Linked DNA regions of Pan paniscus: region 2 is linked to region 1. A link is a contact called in public Hi-C data. All regions are on one chromosome and are shown on one strand. The core of a region is the stretch at or near the end of the contact, and the rest is flanking DNA. Distances in the headings are between cores, read along the strand shown. Region 1 holds the start of PIK3C2B (phosphatidylinositol-4-phosphate 3-kinase catalytic subunit type 2 beta). Region 2 overlaps PIK3C2B (phosphatidylinositol-4-phosphate 3-kinase catalytic subunit type 2 beta).

What was found. Hi-C and Micro-C count contacts between places; a contact is called where the count stands out from the background.
Region 2: a contact with region 1 is called in a Hi-C map of induced pluripotent stem cells, with 4 times the contacts expected there. The contact joins the enhancer-like site here to the promoter of PIK3C2B in region 1. A contact is called at or near these places in 3 of 3 Hi-C or Micro-C datasets (fibroblasts, induced pluripotent stem cells and lymphocytes).

Annotation. Positions count from the first base shown.
Region 1 is chr1:44,879,649-44,886,909 of NHGRI_mPanPan1-v2.0_pri, reverse strand. PIK3C2B (phosphatidylinositol-4-phosphate 3-kinase catalytic subunit type 2 beta) reads right to left here and starts at 4,775. Exons shown (of 33, transcript XM_008976576.4): 1 at 3,431-4,775.
Region 2 is chr1:44,919,206-44,926,466 of NHGRI_mPanPan1-v2.0_pri, reverse strand. PIK3C2B (phosphatidylinositol-4-phosphate 3-kinase catalytic subunit type 2 beta) reads right to left here. Exons shown (of 33, transcript XM_008976576.4): 9 at 7,123-7,261; 10 at 6,432-6,465; 11 at 5,271-5,466; 12 at 4,084-4,206. Among named protein-coding and RNA genes, the nearest start is that of PIK3C2B, 41 kb to the right of the region's middle. Within about 2 kb of position 4,711, at least 1 of the 2 cell types and tissues checked has open chromatin away from gene starts, as enhancers often do.

The DNA of each region.
Region 1 (7,261 bases), core at 3,526-6,025:
AGGCAGCAATATGACTTGATCAGATTATCCCACATCTCTTCCTTCCTTGGAAGGTAGACATAGAAATAAAAATGCATAGAAAAGCAGATGAGGCCCAGAAAAATTTATTATGCCTACATGCCCATGAGATGTCCCAGGCTGGTGATGTCTCATGGGCATTCAAGGAATCCATTAAGAATGAATTCTGAGGCTGGACATGGTGACTCACACCTGTAATCCTGGCCCTTTGGGAGGCTGAGGCAGGTGGATCACCTGAGGTCAGGAGTTCGAGACCAGCCTGGCCAACATGGTGAAACCCTGTCTCTACTAAAAATACAAAAAATTAGCCAGGCATGGTGGCACACGCCTATAATCCCAGCTACTCGGGAGGCTGAGGCACAAGAATCCCTTGAACCTGGGAGATGAAGGTTGCAGGGAGCCGAGATGACACCACTGCACTCCAGTCTGGGTGACAGGGTGAGACTCTGTCTCAAAAAAAAAAATGAATTCTGAGGCTGGACATAGTGGCTCATGCCTATAATCCTAACCCTTTGGGAGGCCAAGGCAGGAGGTTCCTTTGAGGCCAGGAGTTTGAGACCAGCCTGGGCAACATACTGAGACCCCATCTCTACAAAAACTTAAAAAATTAGCCACACGTAGTGGTGCATGCCTATAGTCCAAGCTACTCAGGGTGGGGACTGAGGTTGAAGGATCACTTGAGCCCACTGCACTCCAGCCTAGGCAACAGGGAGAGACCCTGTCTCAAGAACAAACAAAAAGAATGAACTCCACAATTTTGCTGTCCCTTTCTGTTCTCCCAAGACCCAATATCTCTCTGAGTAGCACTGAGGCTATGAACACAGGGTAAGGAGTGAGACTGCTTGCTTCAAATCCCACCTCTATCATTTACTAGCTGGCTGACATCAGTGAGTGTTAGCGATTACATTACTTGCCAGCTCAGCATTATCCTCTCTATAGGCAGTAGCCAGCCTTTGGAAGGTGTTTATCCCTCCTCAATTCCTACAAATATCATGAGGCATCCTTTCCTTCTCTCCCAGTTCCCATCCTGCCAACACTATTTAAAGAAAAATACCCAAGGAATACAGCAGTTACCTTGGTATTGTCACACTACTCTTTCCTTAGCAAGAAAGAAAAGGTCCCAAAACATTCCCTACTCCATGTGGCCCTCAGATCCCACCCTATCCCCATCCCTCACAGATCTCCCTCCCTTATGTGGGAGGCTAAACCCAGTAAGAATAATCATTTGTAAAGTACTCTGTAGTTTTCAGGGTACTTTTGCACACATGATTCTGTTTAGTTCTTGGTAAGCAGCATTTCATTATTAATCCTGTGAGCCATGGCTACTCCCCCACCTCCATTTTACAAATATACAAACTAAATCTTAGGTCCACAAATTGTCTGTGCTCACATAGCTAAAAAGAAAGTCACACGAAGACACTGTTTTCTCTACTACTTCACATTATGATGTCCAAGTTCACATCCTGGGAACATGAGGAGCCTGAACCTTATGGCTAGTTACAAGCCCCTAAAAGGAACAGAGACCTCATTTTTCTACCCACTGGTCCAGGCCAGGGCTATCCCAGCTGAAGCACCACAGACATGATATAGATGCAAAGCACCAGGCACAGGAGGAGTGGGGACACCACCAAGCGGGGACCAAAGGCCCACGAGGGTATAGAGTATCTGCCAGAGCATACTAGGTCATGACAAAGACCAAAGGCATTCCAGACCACCAAGGAAGTCCAAAGGAGCTCCCCCAGAAACAGCCCAAGTCCCCAGATAAACTGACCCTTCCTCACCCAGCACACCCCCTTGGCCCTTTCTCACTCATGCTTCCAGTGGAGAAGGAAATAGACAAGCAGCCAGGCCTGAGAGCTTGATCAGATTCAGCCATACACACTCAGCAGTAAGCTCAGAGCCATGGCAATCAAACCTCAGGCTCACCCAAAGGCCAAAGGAGAAGCAGCCACAGCCTGGGTCTAGGGCTCCAGCTCAGAGCCACCATCTCTTCAGACGCTGGCTGCCAAGCAGAGCTATAAAATGTGCCTCGACTTAATTTTTCCATGGACACAACCTCAAGATGGGCCAGCCAGACTCTGGAGGAGCTGGGATTCCAAAGGCTCACTGCCTCTCTGCTCTGGGATCGGCAGCTGGAGTTGGGGAGAGGGAATTATTTGGGGGTCGGCATTGCCACCCCCTGGGCCATTTCTCTTCCTAATATCTTCCCAAAGCCTGATGCAGCAACAGAGTAAGTTTTCATTCAGCACTGATTCAGGGTTGGAATTTAGTACAAATTGCTTACATCTGCCTGGCCATATCCCAAATAGGTAGTTTAGAGCAAGGAGGAGGGGCAGCATTGGCCCACTTCTTGGAGCCCGGGTAGCCGCCTGCTAAAGAATCTGGTGCCATGCTGGGACCAGCCAGCCCAGGGTACAAAACTCTCCAACAGAGTTGAGAAAAAACAGCCCAAGAGGGCTGCCAGAGACAATACAGCGATTCCATCCCAGGCATGATTGGAAGGGCTGGGGCGGGGAAGCTACGAAGACCCCAGAAGCGGGTGGAGATGGAGAAAAGGCAGGCCTGAAGGAGCAAGAGCAATGGCAGAAAACACACACACACACACACACACTTCAACATCAGCCAACTAGGGTGTGTGCACTAACCTCATACATTTGGTAACCTCTTCCCACAATCCAGAAGCCTGCCAAGCCCCTGGGCTCCCCACCCTACTCCACCCCACACCAGCTTGGCAGCCTTGCTTGTGCTTCCTGCTGCGATTGCTCCTCCAACATCAAAGTCACCGCTGTCGGGAGCTGAAAATGAGGGACAAGTATAGGCCAGGAGAGCAGCGCCTTCTCCCAGCACCGGCGAACTCAGGCCTGAGGGTCCCTCTCCCTCTTTCAAGCTTTCAGTCTCCTTTTGCTGCAGTATCCTTATAAGGGAGAATCCAATTCTACCCTCCGCCCGACTAAGAAACGTACACATTCCCCAGGCTAGATGCTGACTTCTCACCCAGTCCACAGAAGGCACTAACCCCATCACAGGACAGGTTTTGCTTTTTTTATTTCTTATCTTAAATAAACAAACCCCAAAGCCATTGACTGGTTCAGATCGCCCTGCAGCTGGGAGCCAGGAAGTGTGTTTAGCGAGAAGGGGGTGGAGACGCGGGTGCCTGGAGCCCCAGAGGCCCTGAAGCTGCTGGAGTGGAGTGGAGTGGGGTGAGGGGCAACCTGCTCTGCCCGGCGGGCAGGAGCTCAGGCTCCCACGGCGTCCGCCGCTCAGCCCGCCGCCAGGAACCCTCGGCTGCTTCCATTGTTGCACCTCCGCTGTTGCCATGTTGGAGGGAGAGCCCCCTGACCTCGGCTTCCTCCACTCTGGGGGCACTTTACAGACGCTGGGGCCGATGCAACCCGCAGGATGCGTGTCCTACCTGCGCTAGCTGCTGGCTCTGCTGCAACATCCGACGTGTCTTGTGCCTGGCGACGTGGGCTGCTCGCTCCGCGCCTCCCGGGCTCGCTCTGCGGCTCCAGGCGCCTCTTGCACCAGCGCGAGAGGAGCTGGCCGGCCGCACGCCGCCTGCTCCCGGGCCGCTCCCCTCTCCAGGCTCCGCACAGACCCTAGGCTCCAAGGGGCAGAGGGAGAGGCAGCAAAGGGCGCAAGGACCAGCTTGTGGGGGTGGGGAGGGGTGCTCTCCGCCGAGAGCGTGCGCGAGCTCGCAGAGTCAGGCCACCCCGGGTGAGACAATAGCGGGAGCAGCAGGCGAGAGAGGGGAAGCCATCTCCCGGACACCCGGCGCACTGCACGGCGACGCGACGCTCGGCCAGACCCTGCCTGGACAGGCAGGCACCAGGCTGCCGGCTCCAGCCGCAGCGCCGAATCCGCCGCGAGCCGGAGGGCGGGGCGGCTGCTGGAACCCGGGCCGCCCTTCGCCTCTCCCCTCCCCTTCCCCCTCCTCTTCTCTTCTCCTCTCCTCCTCTGCCCTCCGACTCCCGCCCCACTTGCCATTGCGTGGGGGAAGAGAAACGCGCTGGCGTCAAGTTGTGCTCTGCAACCCAAGAGCCGGGATTTCCACTCCCCACTTGGGTGAGGGTTTTTGCGGATGGTCGTTAGTTTCCCCTGCTGGAACCCCTTGGCTTTGGGTCAGAGGAAAGCGCAATCATTCTGCTAGAAATGACGGTGCTGAGGTCCAGTTATCCGTTTCAGGAATTTCTACCATAATTACGGTAGCGATGTTCGGGGGATCCCCTACCTTGAGGGTTAGGTTGGGGTAGAGAGAGGCTGTCTCCGGGCTTTACACGCTCAGTGTCATTCGTCTTTCTGTCTCCTTCCTTCCTCCCTTTCTGGAAGGGGAGTCTCGTTTGTTTTTGTATTCGCCCAGGTGGATCTTCCGAGCTGCGATCGAGGAAACAGCAGTCAACCTAAGTAGGGAGGGGAGATAGAGGATCCTCCAACCCAACTAGGGTAGTGAGAAAAAAAATTTAAAAAAAAAACAAACCTTTCATACAATATGTTATATTTAAATTTTCTACTCTAAATACCTTTCTTCCAGCAGTGGTGTCTGGAAGAATTTTCCTAAAGGCTCCACCCAAAAGAAACCATGAGTTGGCCAGCTCCTCGTTTGCATTTGGTTTGCATAGTACCAACGATCACTAATCTCAAAGTATATTTTCCTAAAAACGTGAATCGTGTTTTCCTCCACTGCCCTCATTTCTTCTTTCTTTCTCGACAGACTATGAAGATTAACACCTGGTCCTCAGCCTCTCAAGTAAAGCCATGATTAAATAAATTTGTTGTGCTTTTCTCTTGTTAACTTGTCTTTTGTTATAGAAGTGTCGGCTGTGACTCTTATGATGGGGAGGAAAGGGATCACTCCCGTTTCTGATCCTACAGTGCCTTCTGTACCCAATGCTTGTGACTTTCAGTAGTCCACTTCACCCTCTGAATATCAAGAATAGCGTCCTCACCTGTCACGCTTTCGTAATGATCAAAGGAGAGAATGTAGGTGAAACATCTTGATAATTAACTGAAGGCAGCTTGGTCTGCACATATGTCATAATGTATATGATGCTACTCCTGATCTCAGGAGCCACAGGGGTTAAAAAACGTGTCCGTGCACTTGTTCACCATACATATATTTATGACAGCTTACTCTGTGTCTGTCATCAGGTCAAGCTCAGGAGCCTGAGAGAACAGAGTGTTACAGGGGCCACTGGTGGTTCTTTTTTTTTTTTTTTTTTTTTTGAGACGGAGTCTCGCTCTGTCGCCCAGGCTGGAGTGCAGTGGCGTGATCTCGGCTCGCTGCAAGCTCTGCCTCCCGGGTTCACGCCATTCTTCTGGCTCAGCCTCTGGAGTAGCTGGGACTACAGGCGCCCGCCACTATGCCCAGCTAATTTTTTCTTTTTTTTTTTTTTTTTTTTGTATTTTTAGTAGAGACGGGGTTTCACCATGTTAGCCAGGATGGTCTCGATCTCCTGACCTTGTGTTCCACCCACCTCGGCCTCCCAAAGTGCTGGGATTACAGGCGTGAGCCACCGTGCCCGGCTACCACTGGTGGTTCTATGCTGCTAGGGTGAAAAGTCTGAAGGAAAGAACTAACAGGAAGTAGGCATGGGTAGCTGAGTGGAGGATCAGATCACAGGCTTTATCATGCATTTTGGTAAGGAAAAAATTGAATAAAGAGAAACCAGGGCATGCCAAAAAGTTTAGGTGCTGTAGGTGACAGAGAACCTGCTGTGCACAAATGGAGCTGGGAAGTAGTGTGACCAGAAAAAGACTTCCTGGCATATTATAGAGAAGGATTTGGAAGATGCACTGCATGTCTTCCATTTGCCCCTCCAGATCTTCCTGGCCCTCTGGCTTCCTAGACTGGGTTGGCCAATGGGAGCCATGGCTGAAGATTGAATAAGGAGGGAGGTCAGGGGAAACTGGATATTTATTCTTCAGGATTCCTCTCTTTGGGGTCACAGTGCACTGGCTGCCACCCTCAACCAAAGATCACAGCTTCCACGGGTGGTTCTCTCTCCCCTCCCTCTCTCTTTTGTTTTTCTTTTTTTCTTTTTCTTGAGACCGAGTCTCACTCTATTGCCCAGGCTGGAGTGCAGTGGCTTACTGCAACCTCTGCCTCCCGGGTTCAAGCGATTCTCCTGCCTCAGCCTCCTGAGTAGCTGGGACTACAGGCGCATGCCACCATGCCCGGCCAAATTTTTTTTGTATTTTTAGTAGAGACAGTGTTTCACTTTGTTAGCCAGGATGGTCTCAATCTCCTGACCTCATGATCCACCCTCCTCAGCCTCCCAAAGTGCTGGTATTACAGGCGTGAGCCACAGTGCCAGCCCCCTTCCTCTCTCTTGATTCAGGTAATCACTCCCCTCCTTTGACTTTTCGGGCCTGGGGGTGGAAACATTGATTTGCTACTGGCCCTAGTAGATTGTACACTATTTCTTGTGATTTTCCTGTACTCCGCCGACCCTTTATAAATTGTCTCCTTATTTTTTAACCTCTCCTCAAATTACCCCTCAAGTGCAGTGTGCCATTTGCTTTCTGCCAGGACCTAGTAACACAAGTCAGGAGTGCAGCCTGGGAGCTCAACAGAGAAACCATGGCTACGTTCCAGGTGGGAAATCAGGGAATCTCAAAACTGTGCCAGAGCTGTGGCAGTGGGGATGAAAAAAACGGAGCAGATACAAAAGATACTTATGAAGAGAAATCAATAGTATTTGATAAATATATAAAATGTAGGAAATTAGGGAAGAGGAGGACTCTGGAATTACTCCCCATTCGAAGCCTTAGAAATTGTTGGCAGGTGGTACCATTCCCTAAGTTAGGGACAATTAGTAAGACAGGGCCCAGGTGTTGGCAGAGAGATCTTGAGCTTAATTTTGAACATGTTGGGTTTGAGGTATCTGTGGAATGTCTAGATGGGGATGTCTAGTAGACAGCAAACTTATGAAACTAAACTCATATTGGGGTGTGGACAAGTGATAGCAGCTTTGGATTCTGTAGGTTATGAGTAGTCAGTGAAGTTATAAGCCTGTATGAGGTCGTCCAGATGGGCATAAGGAGGAAAGAAGAAACAACCAGAGAGGTAAGAGAAAAACTGGAGGCCACAGAGTGTCAGAAACTAGGGTGGGAGAATCTCAGAAGAGAACGACTGGATAACCAGTGCAGCAGGAACCTCCAGGAGGGTAGGCTGGAAAATGCCTCCAGTGGATTCTAGGCCTAATTCATTCCCTGATTCAAAGCTGGTGCTCAACAAATTATT
Region 2 (7,261 bases), core at 3,462-5,961, 40 kb before region 1:
ACAGTGGGTTTTTCTCACCCCCACCCCCAAACAGATTCAAAGCCAAAGGGACAAAGAGGAGGGGTTTCTCCAAGTCCCCCAGTGGTGAGAAAGCCAATGGCAGGGCCAAGAGAACTGAGACACATAAGCCCCACCACTATTCAAGCCCATAAGTTCTCTCCAGGTCCCTCAGTCTGAATCACACCTAGCCACTCCCTCTAAGCTCAGGATAAGGAACTGCTGGGTGGGGTGAAGTACACAGGGGAGGGGAGCTGTGGAAAGGCAGGGAGGACCCACGTTACCTTTCGGGGAAGCTGTCCCTGGGCCAAAGTCCATACTGTCACACCCTCCTGGCCAGCCCAGGGCCCAGCAACTTCTATGCCAGAGGGCGCAGGGGCAGGGCGGCCACCCCCAAGGTTGGCAGTTTCATGATAAAGCAGCCTGCCTCCACCGCTGTCCTCCAGAGGAATCTCCACCTAACTGAGGCACTCCCTCCAGCCCACCACAGACTGGCAGAGCCCTGCTCTGTCCCAGCTGCCTCTACCCTGGGGGCCCACAGCTATAATTAGGGCCCCTCCAGCAGCCAGCAGACATGCCAGGCCAGGGCTTGGCTGGAGGTGACAAAGCATGGCTGCTGAGCCTATTTTGAGAGTTAGCTGATCCCTGGACCGCTACAGTGGGGCAGAGAATCAGCTGACCCCATAGCAAAGGGGAGAGGGAGCTGGTCCTGAGCCTTTCTTTTCACCCAAGGAAGAAGCTTCCAGCTTCGTATCTTAAGGAAAAGGGGAGTGAGAAGACTTTATGAGTGAAACCAGAGCCAGCCAAGGCCCTCTTCCCTTCAGTCCTTGGGTATATCTGGTATTCCACAACCTCTCCCACAGATCTTCACCCAGGGCTGGTCAGGATAACGATTATGTTGGCTGCAGCCCTTACCTTCCTCCCTGAGAAACCCCTCTCCTTCCTGCAGCCCATTCAACAACATCATATCACACAGGCTGCCTCCTCCAGGAAGGATTCCTGGAATGTGCTGGTTGGCTCCAGTCCTGGTTCTGCCACTCACAATCCTGGGCAACTTAATTCCCATCTCTGTGCCTCAGTTTCTCATCAGGGAAAAGGGGAACATAGCTTCACTTGCATGATGTGTGTGCAGACTGTGTACTTTTTGCTATGTGATGCTGTGGTTACTGCACTGGCACTGGCTTATACAGATAGTATTTTCATGCGCACGTATCCCCATGTATCAGCCAGTCTGTCAGTCACTTGGAACAGAGAAACCAAAACCAAGAGGGCTCCCCAGCTGAGAAGCCTGTGCCAAGTACTTTATTTACAGTGTCCTAACTGCTCCTCAAACAATCCTGTAGGGTAGGCCCTATTATCGCTACCATTCTAGGTTGAAAGACCTGCCCCAGGCTGCAACTACGGTAGGAAGGAGAGAATGACTGGCCCAAAGACTGTCCTCTGAACGCTGGCACGCCTTCCCCCAAATGTCCTGGTCTTGACCATGAAGGGCCAAGAAGTCTCATTCGGGGCTTCTGGATGGACAGTGCAAGATAGTGCCCTTCACAAGGCTCTAGGCAGGGGACTGCCCCTTTAAAATTCAAGGTAGGGATCTCAGGGAACAAAATGAAACTCATGGGGCAGGCTGGGCTGCCTCTCTACCTCTGATACTGTATGAGAAAAGGGTTTAAGGCCAATTTTTTAAAGTTCCTCCTGGGCCAGAACACTGTGCAGCACCCCTTTTTTTTTTTTTTTTGAGACAGGGTCTTGCTCTGTTGCCAAGGCTGGATACTCACTGCAGCCTTGACCTCCCAGGCTCAAGTGATTCTCCCACCTCAGCCTCCTAAGTAGCTGGGACCACAGGTGTATGCCACCACACTTAGCTAATTTTTTGTATTTTTTGTAGAGATTGGGTCTCCCTTGTTGCCCAGGCTGGCACCCCTTCTCTTGACAGCAGCAATAATTGTGACCAAAAAATCCCAAGGGAATGGTGGAACTCAAGGGCCATTTAATGCAGCTATCCTCTGCCTGCAAGGAGTTTCTCCTGTCCTGGCAGTTGTTTGCTTAAGGACCTTTAATGCACACCCCATGTCCTTTTTTTTTTTTTTTTTTTAAGATAGGGTCTCACTCTGTTGCCCAGGCTAGAGTGCAGTGGTGTGATCATGGCTCACTGCAGCCTCGACCTCCCAGGCTCAAGTGACTCTCCCACCTCAGCCTCTTAAGTAGCTAGGACTACAGATGCACGCCACCACACTCAGCTCATTTAAAATAATTTTCTAGTAGAGATAAGGCCTCTTTGTGTTGCCCAGGCTGGTCTCAAATTCCTGAGCTCAAGTGATTATCCCGCCTTGTCCTCCCAAAGTACGGTGAGACTACAGGTGTGAGCCATCGTGCCCAGCCATATACACCTTTATTGCTCTAAGAATTACCTAAGTGTGAAGGGCATGAGAAAGGGTCCATTTTCCCAGTTGTCCATCTGTAAAAGGACCCACCTCTTCCAGCATCTCCAGATTCTTCATCTACCTATTTTGCATCCTCGGCCTCCCCAGGACCCTCCTCAGTCTCTTTAATCTGTGCTCCAAATACTTAGCTTGCAGTGCTGCTCTGCAAATGAGGACTCTAATATAGTCAGTGTGGGGAAGCAAAGCTGGGGGCAGCAAACAGGGGATTTTCTGACTGACTGGAAGGAAGGTAGAGCATAGCACAGATGAAGCACAGGGCAGGAAAACCCCTGCGGTGCCCCCATTCAAGCAAGGCACCCTCTCCTCCGTTTCCTTCCTGCTTTGCTTGGCTGACGCCTACCTTCCCGACACCAAATTATTGTTTACATGTGGTGATTAATACTACCTTGTGCTTTTGGTTTCATATTTATATTTATAACCCACCTATCTCATCTCGATGCCATAACTGCCTCTGAGTGAAACAAATGTCCCCATTTCTCAGTTTGAAAAAATGAGGCACAGAAAGAATAGAGAGAAAGTAGTATTCGAGACAGAGCTAGAAATAGAGGCTCACTCCTGGGAATCCAAGCTCAATATTCTTTCTCTAGACAACCCTCCCTTCTCTATATATAAAGGAAAAAGCACAGTCTCCTCTCCATAGTCTACAGGAACTGAGGGAAGAAGGGAGAGGATGAGAAGCCCTCCAACTAGTTAAACTCTTTAAGGGAGACAAGATCAAAAAATAAAGTATTATTAAAATTAACAACTAACATTTAATTTTTTTTTTTTTTGAGACAGAATTTCGCTCTTGTTGCCCAGGCTGGAGTGCAATGGCATGATCTCAGCTCACTACAACCTCCACCTCCCGGGTTCAAGCGATTCTCCTGCCTCAGCCTCCCTAGTAGCTGGGATTACAGGCATGCGCCACCATGCCCGGCTATTTTGTATTTTTTTTAGTAGAGACGAGGTTTCTCCATGTTGGTCAGGCTGGTCTTGAACTCCCTGCCTCAGGTGATCTGCCCACCTCGGCCTCCCAAAGTGCTGGGATTACAGGCGTAAGCTACCGCGCCTGGTCAACAACTAAAATTTATATGTTTTTTATGGTTTATAAAGAGCCTTTATAGATACTTCTCATTGGATCCTCATGACAACTTGAGAAGTGGTAATTATACTTGGCTCCTTTAAGAGTCAGGGAAGTGGAGGCCAGGCGCGGTGGCTCACACCTGTAATCCCAGCACTCTGGGAGGCTGAGGCGGGCAGATCACGAGGTCAGGAGATCGAGACCATCCTAGCTAACACATGGAAACCCCATGTCTGCTAAAAATACAAAAAATTAGCTGGGCGTGGTGGCAGGCGCCTGTAGTCCCAGCTACTCGGGAGGCTGAGACAGGAGAATGGCGTGAACCCAGGAGGCGGAGCTTGCAGTGAGCCGAGATCGCACCACTGCACTCCAGCTTGGGCAACAAAGCGAGGCTGCCTCTCAAAAAAAAAAAAAAATGAGTCAGGGAAGTGGAGACTCAAAAGGTTGAATGACTTGTCCAGTTAGGGTTAACAAGGAGCCTGGTTTTATCATTAGTCCTGGACTAGTTATCTGGCCCCAGGGATATTTCAGAGGCTGAGCAGGTCTACAGTGGCCTGGGCACTGAAGCCTGGGGGAAGGGCTTACTGCTGGTCCCAGACGATGAGGTGGAAGAGGTACTTGGAGAAGTGAGCTCTTCGGGTCTGCAGGGGGCTGCACAGCTCCTTGCCGCCGTGGCTGAGGGAGCAGGAGAGGTAGAAATCTTCATAGCTATAAAAGAAAGGGAGCAGGTCAGGACACCCAGCTCCCAAAACCAATCACCCAAACCTATGCGTCCCTCTAAGGCCAAAATCCATTTCCCCTGGTAAAACTCTCAGTCTCTGAGGGCTGTAACACGGGATCTCCGGATAGGACAGCCAAACTGGATGTAAGGAAATGTGCTCAGGCCAAAGCAACTCAATCTAGATTCCTCTGCTCGGTTTTAGGCTCCATTCTGAGTCTTGTTGTTTTTCTTTCTTTAATGGGAACCGGCCACCCAGCCTCTTTATAGAAAGCTCCAGCCCATGGAGCGTCTGTGTGTGCGTGCGTGTGTGTGCGTGCACGTGCATGCGCAAGTGAGAAGGGTGGGGGAGGAAGACGACATATGCCGACATGAATGCCAACACACGGGGGTCCCTGTGGCTCATGACAGGTGCCTGACAGAAGAGGTCAGAGAAGGCCCCGGTTTCCCAGGCTGCCTCCTTTGTTCTCTGCCAATCGCCCAGAGGAATACATTAAGTGAGGAACAAAGAGAGAAGGGGAAGGGGGTTGGGGAAAGGGGACCGGCAGGGGCGGGGTAGGGCCCAGTGCCTATTCCCTCAGGCCTTGGATGCTGGGGACCCAACAGAGGCGCTGAGGATTTTACCAAAAGAACATCCTCCTCCACCCACCCCTGCAGGCCTAGAGAACCCCAGACAAAGGGTCAATCCCACCTCCCCACCCCCTCCCATTGGCCAGGGAGCGTGCACTCTATCTGGGAATCGGCCATCTGTTGCCATGTCTCCTTCCACTGGTCTTGGATCTGGAGGGGGCAGGGATGCAGAGGCAGCCAGCACCAAGAGGGAATAACAGGATCTTCTTCATCTCCTAAGGGACCTCCTCTCTCCTCTAGGATGTCCCCAGCCCAAGTCCTCCTCAGGCACTTGGCTCACCCCCGCAGCCCCATTGCACCACAATGTCACACAATGCCACACATCCTAAGACTTAGGACAGTGGTATTACATGCAGATAGGAAAAAGCCCTGGTGGAGGTCAAACTCAGCTTGCTCCCTAGCGGCTACTCAGCCCTGGGCTCACCTGGTAGCCCAGATGATGGGGATGCGGTGGGTGGCATAGACAGTGAAGGCCAGGGACCTGGCGAAATGGCAGGCCTCCTGGACCAGGTCATGCTTGCGGCTCCCGGGCACTGCCGTCTGGAAGTCTGCGTTGAATGTGTTGCAGTACAGCTCCACTAGGTCCAAGATGGCAGCGGTCAGGGCTTCCACGACCTTCTCTGGCAAGGGAAGGGGTCAGAAGGGAAAGTCATGAGGCCTCCACAAGCCCTACCTTGTTGCCATGGCATTGGCTAGAATGGGATGGCCTAAGACAGTGGTCCCCAAATGCTAGTCCGTCTCTAATAGCTGTGACAAAGTTCACCCATCTGCGGTGAAATGAGAAAAAAGCAGAAGCATGTCATGAGCTTTTCATAAAATGACAGTTATACAATGTTAAACATAATCCTTATTTTTATGTATTGCTACTTAGCATTAAAATGTCCTTTCTTTTAGGAAACAGTGTTAATAATTATTGTCAGTTGCTTCAAAAAAGCAAAAGTCAAAAAAGTTTGGCCAAGTAAAAGGCTGCCAATTCTCTCTTGGTCCCCCAAATACTTTGGGGGACATTTTACTGGTCTATGAAATCCAAAAGACTGGGAATCACCATAAGAATCCCAGGGATGCCAAAACAAAAAACAAAACCAAAACAAAGGAATCCCAGGGATATAGGTCAGTCTTAGGGCAAAGTTCAGCTTGAAGGGCACAACAGGGGAATCCTAGAAAAATCGTAGGGAAAATTCTTTCTCATCCTCTCCCAAGGCCCACTCTAAATCGGAAAGGTAGCAAGTGTGAGCTGTTGGGAGAATAATCACAATCAACCCAAGTGGGAGGCTTCCCATCTGGATCACAGGGCTAGTGCTGCCCCACCACCCCACTCCCACACTTCTACCCCCTCATCACCATCTCCCAGGGACACCAGGAGGAATGACTAGGAAAAATAATAAGAAAACACTTTGTGGAAAGAAATGTGCTCTCCAGCTGTATCCACACCTCATATAGGAACACACACACACACACACACACACACCCCCCCCAGCCGAACTCCGACACATAAATCAAGGGGGCCAGGCAGAAAAAGGAATCTGGGCAGAGACTGCAGTTTTCGGCAGCCCGACTGGATGAAGATGGAGAGCAGTTCCCTTACCTCGGTTTTCCCTCACAGCCAAGACACTGGGATCCTGTTGGGAAAAAGAAGAGGGAGGGGAGCTTCAGGGCCATAGCCTTTTTCGTCACAGCTGGAAGAAGGGCTTTTCACAGCTGCGCTCATCTGGACCAGAATGGGCTGAAATGTGAGTAGCTGAGAATCCCCAGAGAGGATAGAGTAATGGTTTGTACCAGATCTGTATGATGGACAGAGTGAGCTGATGGAGGATAGCAATCATCGTGTCCACCCTTCTGAGATATCCCAACCCTCAGGCTACTCGGCTGCAGATCACAGTGCCTATGGTGCTGGCCCTGTCTGCAGAGCACACAGCCCCTGCTGGAGTCCTGGAGCCCCTGGATCTAGAGAGATTTTCCTCCTGGTTTGTTTTTGCACCCTGATGGATATGCAGACTGTCAGGCAATGCCTTGGTGACTGTGAATAAAGCCTTTACTGGCCTGGGCTCTCAACAAGCAGTCCCAGGTAGCTCTCCCTCAACCTCAGGAAGAGGAGACACACTTGGCATCCATTTCTGAAGAGCTCTTGCGGTTGAATTCCTTAAACATAAAAGATGGAGGTGGAGAGAAGCCCCTTTTTAGTGAGTGAACACCTACACACCCTAGCAACAGGCAACTCAGTTACCTGACAGTATCCCTCTCTTCCTTTCCCCTGCTAGCACCCTGGGCCCCTTTACCTTCTGAATTTTAGGCTGCATGCGGGAGGGGCAGGGGGGCAGCTGGTTGAGAGCATTGGTGATCTCAGGGGTTTCCACGGCGGCCAGGGCGTTGCAGATGGCCTTGACGGACTGGACCACCCTGTCAGCCTTCAGTGGG